Linked DNA regions of Mus musculus: regions 1 and 2 are each linked to region 3. The links are chromatin contacts, called in public ChIA-PET and promoter capture Hi-C maps. All regions are on one chromosome and are shown on one strand. The core of a region is the stretch at or near the end of the contact, and the rest is flanking DNA. Distances in the headings are between cores, read along the strand shown. Region 1 has its middle 34 kb from the start of Odc1. Region 2 holds the start of Kcnf1 (potassium voltage-gated channel, subfamily F, member 1). Region 3 holds the start of Nol10 (nucleolar protein 10).

The links. ChIA-PET counts read pairs in DNA pulled down with a chosen protein or histone mark. Capture Hi-C pulls out chosen DNA fragments and counts their contacts.
Region 1: an RNA polymerase II ChIA-PET map of effector CD8 T cells shows a contact between it and region 3, with 10 read pairs. The contact joins the enhancer-like site here to the promoter of Nol10 in region 3. A contact is called at or near these places in 1 of 39 promoter capture datasets (liver), 2 of 484 Hi-C or Micro-C datasets (muscle stem cells and nephron progenitors), 2 of 115 datasets of contacts at active chromatin or transcription factors (effector CD8 T cells and memory CD8 T cells) and 3 of 9 other capture datasets (adipose tissue, embryonic stem cells and liver).
Region 2: a contact with region 3 is called in a promoter capture Hi-C map of pancreatic islet. The contact joins the promoter of Kcnf1 here to the promoter of Nol10 in region 3. A contact is called at or near these places in 3 of 39 promoter capture datasets (embryonic stem cells, hippocampal neurons and stem cell-derived epiblast-like cells), 1 of 484 Hi-C or Micro-C datasets (embryonic stem cells) and 2 of 9 other capture datasets (liver and pancreatic islet).

The regions. Positions count from the first base shown.
Region 1 is chr12:17,509,832-17,512,588 of GRCm38.p6, forward strand. No RefSeq gene overlaps it. Among named protein-coding and RNA genes, the nearest start is that of Odc1, 34 kb to the right of the region's middle. Within about 2 kb of position 1,315, at least 97 of the 459 cell types and tissues checked have an H3K27ac peak or open chromatin away from gene starts, as enhancers often do. A contact at or near this core is called in effector CD8 T cells, memory CD8 T cells and muscle stem cells, where this site is marked.
Region 2 is chr12:17,175,412-17,178,430 of GRCm38.p6, forward strand. It overlaps Kcnf1 (potassium voltage-gated channel, subfamily F, member 1), which reads right to left and starts at 1,477. Exons shown (of 1, transcript NM_201531.4): 1 at 1-1,477. The coding sequence starts at 807.
Region 3 is chr12:17,347,046-17,349,948 of GRCm38.p6, forward strand. It overlaps Nol10 (nucleolar protein 10), which reads left to right and starts at 1,448. Exons shown (of 21, transcript NM_001008421.1): 1 at 1,448-1,574. The coding sequence starts at 1,509. Gm46336 (a long non-coding RNA gene) reads right to left here and starts at 1,357. Exons shown (of 2, transcript XR_001780553.2): 1 at 1,237-1,357.

The DNA of each region.
Region 1 (2,757 bases), core at 65-2,564, 160 kb after region 3:
AGAGAGAGAGAGAGAGAGAGAGAGAGAGACTTCTTCCTGTTCTGTGTTAAGTGCAGATGCTACAGATATAGCTAAGGGGACACTCCTGGTGGGACCTGCACCTACGTGCTCCTGTCTAGCAGCCAGCTGGACCCACTGAGGAGCAAGGATCCCTGAGGTGAAGCTGGACCTGAATGCAGAAGATGGAAAAGGAAAGGCTGGCTACTGAATTGATGCTCCCTGGGGAGCAAGGGGTTGCCAGAAGAGGTGGTTAAGGGGAGACAAGGACTGAGGGGCCATGGAAGAGAGGGACCTTCGTGGGGCAGATCTGTTTTGTGTGAGCCAGGCATCTTAACTGTGCAAAGTCCCAGCTTCATGGTGTCCCCCTATGGAATAGAGCCCAAGGCTGAGTGACGAAATCCCAACCGCTCTGCACCGGATATGACAAGCCTGGGGGCAGGGTACTGCCCAAGGCTCGTCTTTGCCTCACGAGAGCTGGGGCCTTTCTCCAAGCTCCGTGTTCATTGTGATCCCTTGAGTCAGAGCCTGCAGGCGGGAGAGGCTTCCCAGCGGGTGTGGGGGGAAGCGGAGTGATGTAACAGCTCGCTGAGTTGGCCTTGAAAGTGAGTAGGACTCAGTAATTGTTACTTGATGGGCTCCAGCGAATAACAATTGTTTTGCAATTGGGTTGCTCAGAGTGCCAGGCTCCGAGAGGTAAAAATTGCTAGGGTTGGGCCCTGATAGAGAGGTTCCTCAAGCAGCCTTATGCTCTTAGCCGTCTGTCCACACAACTAAGTGGGTGAAGAGAACTGGTGACATTCTCTCCATCTGGAGGGAGGAGGTTAAGAACCAGAGAAGCCCATCCTTGCCCAAGGCCATCCACTAGGTAGTGAATAAAGATAGCGAATAAACTCCTTCAATGGCTAAGATATGAGACCCTCCTTTTGGGTGGCACTGCCTTGAGTTGGAGAACAGCTATAATTTCCCATGCACACCAGAGTGAGGCCTGGTCCCCTGTCCCTGGTCCCTAGTCTCTGGTCCCTGGTCCCTGTGTGTGGGAAGTCTCTGAGCCAAGCCTTGCTGTACTCCAGCAGGCCAGGAAGAAAACCCCCCAAGTCCTGTCTACTGTCATAAAGAAAAATAGGACTGATAGATTAGATATAGATATAGATGATATAGACATAGACATAGACATAGAGTGTATGTATATACATATATATTTTTAATTGAAGCAGGCTTACTATGTAGCCCAAGTTGGCCTGGAATTCAGGATGTAGGCTAGGCTAACCTCTGACTCACAAAGATCTGCTTACTTCTGTCGCTGCCTCTGACTCAGAGAGATCTGCTTGCCTCTGCCTCTGCCTGCTAAATGCAGGGATTGAAGTCATGTGCCACCACACCCAGTCAGTCACCTTTGAAATTTTAAAGTGTGAGTGTGGTTTTCCTCCTGACGACCATAGATCGTACCACAAGTCTGTTGCAGGAATTTTAAAAAGCAACAAAGCACAGAAAACTACGAGAAACAGTATAAAAAATAAGAACCTGTTATGGTGGTTGATATCGACTGTCACTTTGTCAGGATCTAGAGTGACCTCGATAACAAAGGTCTGGCAGGTTTGCAAGGGAGTGTTAAGGTTAAGCACATTGAGACAGAAAGAAGCCATTCTGAATGTGGGCAGCTCTATGCTATGGGCTCAGGTCCCTGTCTGAATAAAAGGGAAATGGGCAGACCACAGGCAACTCTCTCTGTTCCTGACTGAGGGTGGAGAGGGACCCTTGGCTCTGTGACCTCTCAACCATGATGGGCTGTATTCCCTGAAACTGTGAACCAGCACAAGCTCTTTTCCCTTTTTCTTGTCAGGTGTCCCACACAACAGCAGGAGAAGTAACTAACATTCAGATATCTCGGTTACCTCTATGAATCTCCTGTTTTAGAAAATGTATGGGTCTTGGGACTGGAGAGTTGGCTCAGCAGTTAAGAGCACTGGCTGCTGCTCTTCCAGAGGACCTGGGCTTCAATTCCTAGTGCCCACATGACTGTTCACAGCTGGCTGTACTACCAATTCCAGAAGATCTGATACCTTTACAATCATACATGCAGGCAAAACACCAATGAACATAAAATAAAAACAAATAAATCTTTAAAAAAAATGAATGGACACTCCTTTTTAGTTTTCTGAGACAGGGCTTCTCCATGTATCCCAGGCTATCCTGGGACTCACTATAAAGACAAGGCTAGCCTCAAATTTAGAGATCCACCTGCCTCTGCCTCCCAAGTGCTGGGATTAAAAGTACATCCCACCATGCCGGACAGGATACTTTTTTTTTAAAGACTAGGTTCATGAAACATTTCGCTGTACGCGCTGGACTTTTTTTTATTGTTTGTTGGTTTTCCTACTTATTTCTCCATTCTCTTCCCATGACATTAGTCTTGTAAGTTTTTTTTTTTTTGGTTTTTGTTTTTTAAATATAATCATTGGAGGCTAGAGAAATTGGCTCAGCAGTTAAGAGCACTTTCTGCTCTTCCAGAAGATGCAGGTTCAGCATCCAGCATCCACAGAGCAGATCACAGCCATCCATAGCTACAGTCCAGGGGACCTGACACTGTCTTCTGACTATACATATAAAATAACAAATCTAAATAATGTTTTAATCCAGATGTTATTTTGTGCTACAGCAAATGACTCCACAGCACATGAGTGCTGGCTGCTCTTCCTGAATTCCATCCCTAGCACCCATATTGAGGTGTCTCACAATCATCTGTAATTCCAGGCAATC
Region 2 (3,019 bases), core at 227-2,726, 170 kb before region 3:
GATGTTCATGAAGGACAGGGCAAAGTGAAGCTTGTTGGGCGATGAGAAGAGGCGCAGCAGGTACTCCAGAGTGAACCAGCCGATGCAAGCCGTCTCTACGTTCTCCAGCGTTGGGTGCTCCACGCGGTTGCCTTCGGAGTCCACCACTTGCAGCTCGGGTATGGTACCCATGCACATGACCACGGAGGAGACAAGGATGAGCAGGAAGGATAGAACCGCCACCACCCGCGCAGGGCATGAAGACTCCGGCTTCTCTAGGAACTTCCAGACACACTTCTGGCAGCGGCGCCAGCGGCCCTCAGCAGCGTCAACACCCAGGTCGTCCAAGATGAGCTGCACCCTGCGCGCGATCTCCTCCAGCTCCTCGCGCTTCTCGCTCAGATGGCTCTTGCAACAGTCATCCAGGAATTTGAGGTCCACCTTCCAGAAGTCCATCTCGTTCTTGAAGCAGATGGGGCAAATGCCCTTCTTCATGTGGACCTCCCCGAAATAGTATACCTCAATGACACACTTGAACGCGTCTGGGTCCCGGTCAAAGTAGAATTCGCGCTTGCCCGGATCGTAATCGTCGCACAGAGAGAAGATGGTGTCGTAGCCCCCCGCCAAACAGTTGATGAGCTCTGCCAACCGGGTCTCAGGGTACTGGCTGAGCAGGTCTCCGTAGAGCACCTGCCGCACGCCCCCCACATTTACCACGATCTCAATGTCTTCGCCTGCCACGGAGTCCTGGCTGCCTGGCTCCGGGAGGCTTTGCTCAGCAGATGCGTCCATGCTCCCCGCGGGTTCGCTTGCAAGCCCCGGTTCCATGAGCCCTGCCGCAGCCGCTGCCAATGCGAGGCCCTAGGGGACAACAACCACCTGCCGGAAAAGGCACTCACAGCGGGCGGAGGCAGGCTGGGGCGCGCCGCAAGGGAGCCATGCACCCAGTGGCGGGGCTGCACGCGGGCATCCAGGAGCGCTGGCGGGGGACTCTGCGGCCGGTGGCCTCCGGTGACACTCACCCACGGGCTCCTTCAGCTCGGTCCGGGACAGGACTTGGTTCTTCTCGTAGGCAGCGTCCTCCTTCCCCGGTTGAGCGGCAGAGGTGGGTCAGCCCGAGAGCTGCGCGATCCGGGCTGTATAGAGAGCTAACTTGGAGTGGCTTTGCCGGAGCGGGTCCGAAACACAATAGGAATTCCAGCCTGACGTCAAACGCTTTGCTACTGTACCCTCTTCTGGTGAGATTTCGCACCGCACGCGCTGCAGCTGCCCAGGAATGAGTTAACCCTTGGGCAGACCTGCACAGCTGCCGCCGCCCTGCCACCGGCGCCACCCGCTGAGTCTGAGGGCTCAGAGGTTAAGATCCAGAGCTTTAAGGCCAGCCCGGCTCAGGCTGCCAAATCCCTCCTGCCCAGCTAGGTGAGAGAGGAAAGAGAACCTCTGTTGCTTACCAAGTCCCTCAAGGGGCAGCCGCGCACTCCTTGGGCACACTCCTTCTGTCCTAGGCTTCGGTAGGCCCTGGATAAGTCCTTGACACTCCTAAGCACTGCCCTGCTGGTGGTGGTGTGACCTTGTACCACAACTTGTCCCAGCCTTCACAATAAAGAGGAAATTGCTTCAGGTCACAAGATGAAAAGGGAGGAAAGCTTAGCCATCACTTCACCCAGGGTTCTCCTGCTAGCCTAGCTGCTAGCTTCCAGCAGGACAACATCATCACCATTAGCTCCCAGAGCCTTGGATTCCTATGACCCCTGTGCCCATAACCCCCTCTACTTTGAGAGAAATCAGTTCTTCCAGTTGGATGCCCCTATATTCCCTCTCATCTTTCCTGAGGCAGAGAACATCTCTGGTTCAAATCCAGGTTCTTGACCATCGGGGTTATCAACCCTGGATCTAGCTATGGCCTGGAATTGGATTTAAAAACATAAGCTGGGCCGAGATGTAGCTCAGTTTGGTAGAGTCCTTTGCCTAGCATGCATAAGGCCCTGTGTTTGTTATCCCGTACCACATAAACTGGGCTTGGGATGTGGGGGTGGGGGTGAGGTGGGGGTGAGGTCTATGATCCAAGCTTTCCCTCACTTAGGAAAGGAGGGCAAGGTCAGAAGTTCAAGGTTATCCTCTAGAGGTGGAAGCTATCCTAGGCTAGGGATTCTCTCATACACACACACACTGACACACACACACACACACACACACACACACACACACACACACAGTTGGAGAGATGAACAGGAAGAGCCAGTAAGAGGGGTGAATAGGACAGTTAAGCTATTCTGTTTGATTGTGTGGTGGCAAACATGTCATTCACACTTGTCAAAACCCACAGGATGCACAAAAGCAAGAGGGGGTCCTAAAGGACACTTTGGCCATGTGGGTAATGACAGATGCTCCATTCCTGGAATTTCCTCCACTGTGACAAGCATTTCACTCCTACAGGGATGTTGACAGTAGAGGGAGGGGGTACTGATTGTGGGGGAAGCTGTAGAGACAAGGGTCTGGGAAACTGCATTTTTCTGTACAAATTTTCTGTGACTCTAAAACTGCTTGTTGAAAAAGACCATTAAAATGTGTTCTGTAAGCTGGATTTCTTAGCCGCTCAAGACCATGCCTGTTTATGAATCATGAAACTGGTATACTGGGCCACTAGCAGTATTTTCTTTAATGGGGTGATATAAAAGTCAGATGCAGTAGAATACAGTACACAAATTTTTATTAGGGAAATATTTTAACAATTTTGATTTTATTTCCATTTAGCACCTCTCCATGGTGTGTTACTCTGAATAGGAAATTGAGGATGAGAAAGGTTGAATGGCAATAACAGTGAACACTAATATAAGAGCACTGTACCCCTAGCACTCTGGGTGCCATGTGTGTGTGTGTGTGTGTAAATATATATACATTATATGTGTGTATATGTATATATACACATATGTGTATATATATGTGTGTGTGTATATGTATATATACATATACATACATACATATATATATATATTTTTACTCAGTTACCAGCTGCTCTCTGAGAAAATAAGGTATCAAG
Region 3 (2,903 bases), core at 198-2,697:
ATATAGGTATTATCTTCAACACCTCATCCTTTTGCCTTCTCTGAAGTGCTGAGACTGGATGCACACACCACCATGCCCAGCCTTTTTCATTCTTCCCTTTTTTAATACTACAGAGATGCCAAGGTTTAGATCTTCAATATGGGAACCAGAGGCAGAAACGGGCTACTCTACAGATTTAGCCAAGGTGACTATGAAGACAGCATTGAGCTAATAAAAAGTGCATGGTGGAACAGTGAATTAAGGAAGCTGGTTTTAGAAGTAGGCAGTCATGGTGCTGGCAGGCAATTGTGGTGATAAATAGATCACAACTAAGGTCTGGAGGCCAGAGAATTTTCTAGTTTTGAAGACACAAAATAACTTTTGATTGAGTTGAGATATTACACGCTAAGTTTTGGGATTCTAACCTCTTTATACATTTATTTATTTATTTATTTTTGTTGAGACTGTAATCCAGGCCTTGGTAATTCTCCAGTCTCAGTCTTTTAGACACTAGAATTTTAGGTGGGGGTCACTGTGCCTCGCTTGGGAATTGGCAATTCCTCAGTCTAATTTGGAATACGAGCACAAGAAGGTACTGTTTCAATCACCTAAGTCAAAAATTCTTGAGCACATCTATGGGTGATCCCAGAGGAAAGATCAGTCGTCCCAGAAAGGAGTGAAGCAGCTGTTTGAACTTTAAGGGGCTGACAGGGACCTGCAACTCAGCACAAGGTGGTCTGAGTGGTGTCTACATGGCACCATCTTAAGACCTGGGAGTCCGGGGACTGTGCCAACACTACTTGATAGAGAAACAGCACAGAAAAGTTCTGTAGCAGATCGCTCTGCTCAGAAAGAAAAGGCTTCCACCAGAGTACAAGCCTTTGCAAAGCCAGCAGGAACTAGTGAGCCATGGCCCAGGGGCAAATGAAGATGAAAGCACCCGACCGTAGTTGCCGAGAGGGCTTGAGTGGACCCTGACTATGAGAGCGTAAGTGCCTATCAAAGAGTCGACTGGAGCCAGGGTTTGATAGTGGTTTCACATGACTTTGGAGAAAGCATTACTTAACCATTCTCTCTTTCCCAGACTCGTCTTTTCATAATGTGTTTGGAAGAGGATATAGAGAAAGACTGGCGAGGGTCCTCTGCTGTTAGAAAGTCATCCCAAGGCCTCTGATGTGGACAACAGAACTTCCTAAAAATGGTAAGTGGTTATAACTGTCACATTCTAGTCTCAAACGATATCAGGTTCAAACTCACTTCCCCATCTCATGCTTTCTCGTACGATTTTTCTTTTCATTTTCGCTTTTTCCAACCCCAGAGCACATCTCCCCGGACCCGCTCTTGCCGCCTCTAGTGCCTCCGCCCTGGGGCAGCCTAGTGAGCGCGCACTTCCGGAGCCAGGAAGTGCGTCATCAGCTCGCGCCAGTTCCCGCACGTTGTGCCGGTTCGCCTCGGGTTTGGATGCTAGGGTATTCGGGTGGGCCGGCGTTCTGTGACTGCGTGCCGGGCTCCGGCTGCTCCGCGCTGCGATGCAGGTCTCCAGCCTCAACGAAGTGAAGATTTACAGCCTCAGCTGCGGCAAGTCTCTTCCCGAGGTGAGTTCTCGCCCCCTCGCCATCGCCCTGGGAGCGTGTATCTCTAACTTACCATCGGCTGACCGTGGTGGCTGGTTTTATGTCAACTTGACACAAGCTAGAGTTAACTGGAAGGAGGGAATCTCAATTGAGAAAATGCCCCCATAAGATCTAGCTGTAGGACACTTTCTTAATGATTGATGGGGAAGAGCTCAGCCCTTGGTGGTGCCGTTCCTGGGCTATGGCTCTGGGTTCTATAAGAAAGCAGGCCCAGCAAGCCAGTAAACAGTACTGCTCCATGGCTTTTGCATAAACACCTGCCTCCAGGTTCTTGCCCTGTTTGAGTTTCTTCAGTGATGGACCGTGATGTAGAAGTGTGGCTGAAATAAACTCTTTTCTCCCCAAGATGCGTTTGGTCATGGTATTTTATCACACTATAAAAACCCTAAGACAAGACCGTTGTTTTGCCTGCATTGGGTTCACGTGTAAGAACGTGCTAACTGTTTAGAAACTACTCTCACGTGCTTTAATTAAAAACCTTATTGCCTGAAAACAGTCAGAGCAATACAGTCACAGACTGCAGAGAGGAGGACTGTGGCTCACCCTTAGTCTGTTTAAAGTCTCATCCTGTTCCAAATGCAGACTGCCTTGGTGTATACTTAGGGTCTAGGGAGGTGAGTTCACATGTTTAGAGATTATTTTGCCATAACTAGTAAGAATAGTACATTGACTTTTCCCTTTTAGAAAGGATTTTTTTTTCTATTGGGGGCATTTAACCTCAAATTTATTGACGTTTTAAGCTGGACAAGTCTTGTTGCTAGTGTTGTTTGCCAGCATCCCTGGTCCATACCTACAAGATCCAATTGTGATGACAGACTAAAATGTAAAGACTTGCCATAAGCCATCTGGGAAGCAAAATTGTCCCGGTAGAGACCCAGCCACTCAGTGTCACGATAACTGACTAGTGCTTTGGTTGCTGTTCATTCAACTGTTGCCTGTAGAAGAAAATCAGCTTCCAGTGAATGTGCTGGTAAAAACCACTTCTTATCCAGGGTCGTCTATTAGGCCAGTCATAGGTCTGTTTCTATTCTTTGTAAGAAATACATTTGGCTGGCAAAGAGACACGTTTATAATCCCAGTGCTTAGGGCGCTGAGACAGGACATTTGTGAGCTTGTGTTCAGCCTGGGCGACAGAGCTTACATTGTGTGACTCTATCTTAACACAGGAATATGCACACACATTGGGTGCACTCACTCCATATAGAAATTAAAACCCATCATTTCAAGAGTTTGCATTATCTTAGCTTAGATGGATTAATTTTATGCTTTTATAATTCTTTGTAAAACAGA